Linked DNA regions of Gossypium arboreum: region 2 is linked to region 1. A link is a contact called in public Hi-C data. All regions are on one chromosome and are shown on one strand. Each heading gives the region's core, a stretch centred on a gene start, on an enhancer-like site or on the middle of the called end of the contact. The rest is flanking DNA. Distances are from core to core; before and after follow the strand shown. Region 1 has its middle 4.1 kb from the start of LOC108468894. Region 2 holds the start of LOC108467849.

What was found. A called contact is a pair of places that touch in the nucleus more often than the background predicts.
Region 2: a contact with region 1 is called in a Hi-C map of leaf, with 3 times the contacts expected there. The contact joins the promoter of LOC108467849 here to the enhancer-like site in region 1. A contact is called at or near these places in 3 of 5 Hi-C or Micro-C datasets (all in leaf).

Annotation. Positions count from the first base shown.
Region 1 is chr8:41,957,963-41,960,703 of ASM2569848v2, forward strand. No RefSeq gene overlaps it. Among protein-coding and RNA genes, the nearest start is that of LOC108468894, 4.1 kb to the left of the region's middle. Within about 2 kb of position 1,324, at least 2 of the 2 cell types and tissues checked have an H3K27ac peak or open chromatin away from gene starts, as enhancers often do. A contact at or near this core is called in leaf, where this site is marked.
Region 2 is chr8:42,058,529-42,061,269 of ASM2569848v2, forward strand. LOC108467849 reads left to right here and starts at 1,348. Exons shown (of 5, transcript XM_017768659.2): 1 at 1,348-1,734; 2 at 1,864-1,940; 3 at 2,086-2,741. The coding sequence starts at 2,189.

The sequences.
Region 1 (2,741 bases), core at 74-2,573:
ATGAAGGTGGAACAAATAGGGGACGAATTTACACACAGTAGAGGCGGAAAGAAAGATGGGCGGTTTAAGTATTACAGTTTGAGACTTTGATAGAAAATGATGAGAGAGACCCCCTCCGCCATATGGCATTTCAAGATCTGGGTCCCTTTCTCCTAGTGTTTTGTCTGTGGGTGAAATTTAGCAAATCAAAGTTGATCATCATTTTTTGGGCCAAAACTGGGCATCATTACTCAACACTTGATCATCATGTGGGCTTTTAATCAAACACACACACTCACCCCATAATCCAACACATTGAGCCTTGAAACAGTTTTCAATGCTTTGAGTGATGAAATGTATCATCAAATTGTGGTCCAACCATAAAATGGAGCAGTACAAACAAATGTCATAAGATTTTGGCATTGTTAGCTCTCTCCGAACCCTTGCAGCACCAGGGGAAAAAAGAGTATACTGACTGATGTTTCATAGACTTCATGTCTCATGAAAAGAGCTGAATTTTTTTATTAAATAAAAATTGTCATTATTCTAAAATAGTTACACTGCACTCCCTAACAAGACAAAATATGCTCTTCTATAAACCCCAGGCCACAATGTCTGTTTCTTTGTTGATGTAATGTTTTGTTTCTGGGTTTTCTAGTCTCATTGCCTCCCAATGTCTAGAACTTGGAACAGGTTTTTTTTTTTTTTTAACTCAAGCAAGCAGTTGGGATTCTGAAAAAGTGAGAAAAGAGATGTCATTATCTGGTAGATTTTGGGCGATTAGGGTGATAGATTTGCAGGCCTTTATGATGGAATTTTTTTTTCCTGGGTGGCAGAAAGAGAGAGAGAGAGAGAGAGCCCTACAACTAAGATTTTGTTTGCCTCTTGAGCTTTCATCTATTGATGAATAGAGACAGTAAAAGTCTCAAGTTCATGGGTCTTTTTTCTTGTGGGTATGTGATTTACTTGAGGGCCCCGGGGGGGGGGGGGGGGGGGACGGGACCCTAATGATCATTAAATTAAACACAGCAAAAGGAAAACCAAATTTTCTCCAAATCTTTTCTTTTCTAGTTTATCAAGAAAAGAAAGGGTTCCATATTTATTGACCACTGCGGTCTCTTAAAGGAAGCATTGGTCTTTGAAGCAGTAAGAGGTCATGTTAGGGAGCGAAAGGGCACAAAATTCCACATCTCCGGAGGCATTCAAGAAAAAAAGAAAAACAATCCAGAAGATTTTTTGTGAAATAATGAAACTCAATCATGGCCGTACACGTAAGGTCAGGCTAACGGTGTTCCATCTCCTCGTTCAGTGCAAGTAGGCTGGGCTAAGGCAAGGGTCCTGGTCCCTGGTCCCCAGACCCTTCACATCCAGCTCACCTATTTCTTTTCCACTGTTTTTTCTTTGAAGCTTCGAGCCATCGCCCTGTGGTCCCACTTATCATTCCCCTATATCATTAGCTTCATTTGGACCCTTCATTTTGGATAACTATGGCTCATTGGGGAGATCCACATAAGCATCCTGGCCCATTATTGACTGGGCCTTAACGTATTTCACAAAGAGAAACACCCAAGGGCTTAATAATAAATTTATTGCGATTTGAGTTTGGGCAGAAGATGGTTACCTCAGAATGAATATATCATGGACTGGGGTTACAAGTTGCATGAGAGTGCATCAAAGCTTAAAGCTTGATTGTTCCTTTCTCCTGATTGGTCAAAAAATGAATGAAGACTTTCAAGCACAGTGAATTAAGTTATTTGCTTCGAGACAACCTAGTGTACACCAAATCTTTTACGGATTCTGCAGTTAGCAATATTGAAGAATTCTCTAATCTTTCATTATTTATAGATCACCAAGAAATACAACAAAGAAATGTGACTGACAATTCTCACTAAAAAAAAATCATATTATTTGGCATATTTCTCCAAGTTATGCGTCTTTTCATCCAAATTATAAATTGTTTTATGTATTTTTTTGTTGTTGTTAATGAATCGATTATTAAAAATTTAAGCTATTTACAATAGGATGTTGGTGTCATTCGTTTGGTAGGGGTTGTTTATACAATCCATTTGCTGATCATTTCCTTGATTCTTCGCAAATCACCAGGGGCAAAAATAGGAAAATATTTTAGGGGCCGAAATTAAATTGTTATTTTTACAATAGAAAAAACACAATTTCACTATTTTAATAGACTATATCTTTATAATTTTTAAAAGATTAAATCAAAATTTTATATTTTTAGGGGGGCTAAAGTACAATTTTATCTTTACTAATTTAAACTTTTAAAAATTTTAAAGGGACCATATGAAAAAAGTTAGGAGGGTCGGGACCCTACTACCCCCTAGTTTCGCCATTGTAAATCACCATTGGTGGCATGTAAGAAAAAACAACATCAAAGTCTCACAATTCAAAGTTCCTAATTAGCATGTACACTAGAATTTCTATCTACACTAACTCGGTTTAGACCTAGAACTGAATAAACTTGACTCTGACACTAAAACTATAACACCTCAAACTTGACTTGAAAACATCGGATTTAGAGTGTTACAGTGGTTGACGAAGCAACCCGCTCAATTAATCATTCATTTTTTTACAGTAGTCTGTAGCTCAATTTAGCAATTTGTACAATAGTTGAATTAATAAACAACTTAACATGCCTTGACAACACCTCAATAATACTATGGTGGATTAATGATAAATAGTGAAAGAATGACTACAACAATTTACTCAATACCATAGACAAATTAGCATAAGAAAAATAATAC
Region 2 (2,741 bases), core at 98-2,597, 100 kb after region 1:
GGTTTTTTATTCTCTTGGTCAGAATGGGTGTACTAAAATTAAGTCTTTACTATATCTACCGTTATATTTAATAATATGTAAAATTTTAAATTAATTAAATATCTTTATCACAAAGTGAATTACTCTTCACTTTTTAAATATAGTAATCGCTCTAGTTTGCAAAATACTCTCTTTTCCATGGATACTTTTTCTTGGATAGAAGAAATTACTTATAGAGTAGAAATAATAATAAAGTTTAAGTTCATATGTTTCAAATTTCTAATATTTATTTTAAAATTTAAATTTAAATATGAATATTGTTATGAATATGTTATTAAGTAAATGTCCATTAAAATTATCATTTATATAAATAGAGACTTTTGATTGATTAATAAAATACGCTCTCTCTTTACTCTCTTATTCAGGGGCGAAGCTAGAACAAATTTTTAGGGGCCGAATAAAAATTTAATTTTTTATAGTCTATATCTTTATAATTTTTAAATGATTAAATCGAATTTTTATAATTTTAAGGGGGTCAAAGTAAATTTTACCTTTATTAATTTAAAATTTTAAAAAAAATTCAAGAACCTAAATATAAATTTTTCATTTTAGGGAGCCACTGCTAGCCCCCATTGTATCCGCCCCTGCTCTCATTCTCTTTGTTCTTTAGTCTTTGTCTATTTATTTTATAAAAAATATCATTAAAAATTTCTATTAAAATTGAGTTATTTTTTCTTACATGTCTATTAAATTAATAGTTTTTTATTTCAAAATGTCAAATATGGTGTAGATAATAAGTATTACCTAAATTTTGAAAATTTAAATTTTAAAAATATGAAAAATATTATAACCTAAAGTTTAATATGTGAAGGACATGAAATTAATGAGAAATAATTATATTTCACTTTCGAGTTGGCTTTTCTTATAGGTTAATACAAAGTTTCACTAATCAAATTTATTATTTATCCGAAGTTAGGCTGGTTCCTTAATTAGTGGATTAGCTCCTTTTTAAAATAATAGTTTCGCTGTTGACTTGACATCATGAAGTTGGTAATTATTCCAAAAGAAGAGGGGTTGAATAATAACAAGTTCCAACAATCTTTCAACTCTTTGTACATGAAAAAACAGAGAGATTAATTTAATATTTATATTCTAATTTTAGTTCTTAAATCAGGAGCACACAATCACATTTATCATTTATTTATACAATAATCTGGGAATTGTAATATAATTTTAAAATAAAAACATGTATCACAATCACGTCATTATTATTTTATATATTTATATAAAATGGCAGCTAAAATCCTTTCCAAACGACATCGTACAAGCTTCTATTACCTTTTTTCTAGGACGACCTTTGAAGAGAGTAACAGTTTTTTGAAAAAAAAAAATTTAAGCATAAGAAAAGACGAAAATCCCGGAGAATATTTATAAATAGATTAGAAACAGATACTCGATGGACGTGATTTTTGAAGTTTGTAGTTGACTCTGGATAACCATGTTGTTCTTTGTTGTCTTTTATTTTCTGTTATGTTATTCCATCTACAGTTATTGTCCCTTGTTGTTTTCGTTACAAAATGTTTTTTTTGAGAGATTTCAGGTTCTTGGCTTGGTTGTTTACGTTTCCAGCTGACTTTTTTTTATCTTCCTATAATTCCCAAACATTCAAAGCTTTAAGATTTCTTTTCTAAAAGAACAAAAAAAGTTGGTCGGGTTCTTCAATCTAGGTGCTATTTGACGGATATTGGTTGAATGGTCAGCTTTCTTTTCATTTCTTTTCCTTTTTGTTAGCACATCATTTTCATTTTCATTGTTGATTTTTTTTTTGTGTGTTTATGTTCTCTTCTCTTCTATGGAATAAAAATGGAATATTTTCTTCATCAGATCAAAATTTTGGGATTCTAGAAGAGAATAGTCAAAAGGGAAAGTTGGCGTTGAAAAGAGAGACTTGTCACTGAGAGGTCTGCATATATGGTTTAAAACATTTATTTTCCATTAAGGCCTTAATTTTTGTTTTTTTTTCTTTAAATATTTCTTGGGATCATCCCAATATGTGCTTTTGGTTAAATAACCATTTTAAATATATATATATATATATACGTGCAGGCCTGGTGTTTGGGGGCTGTTGATTCTGGGGTTTCATCTCCAGGATTCGACAGCACCCTTGTGATTTTATTCGAAGGGAATTGTCCATAGAGTTTGGTTTTAAATGGAGCACTTCAGGCAGATTGGTGAGGTTTTGGGAAGTTTGGGTGCTCTCATGGTTTTACAAGATGATTCTCAAATCAATCGACGCCAGTGCTGTTTATTGTTTGATATCTTCGGTTCGGCTTTCAATACAATAGCCGAGGAGATAAAGCTGAACCTCCAACTAGACGAGAAGAACACCAAATGGAACGCCCTCGAACAACCATTCAAAGAGCTTCAAAGGATCTTCAAAGAGGGTGAAGTTTATGTCCGACAAAGTATGGACAAGAGAGACTGGTGGGTTAAAGCAATCAACCTCCACCAGAATAAGGATTGCGTCCATAACCACATCCACAATTTGCTTTCCCACTTCCCCGTTGTCATCGAGGCCATCGAGACGGCAGGAGAGACAGCAGGGCGCGACCGAGGCGAGATGCAAAGGCGGGGAATTGCTCTCAAAATGAAGTACGATAAGGAATGGAATGACCCCAAACTTTTCCAGTTCCGATTTGGGAAGCAATACTTGATCCCTCAAGACATTTGTAGTCGTTTCGAGCGTGCTTGGAGAGAAGATA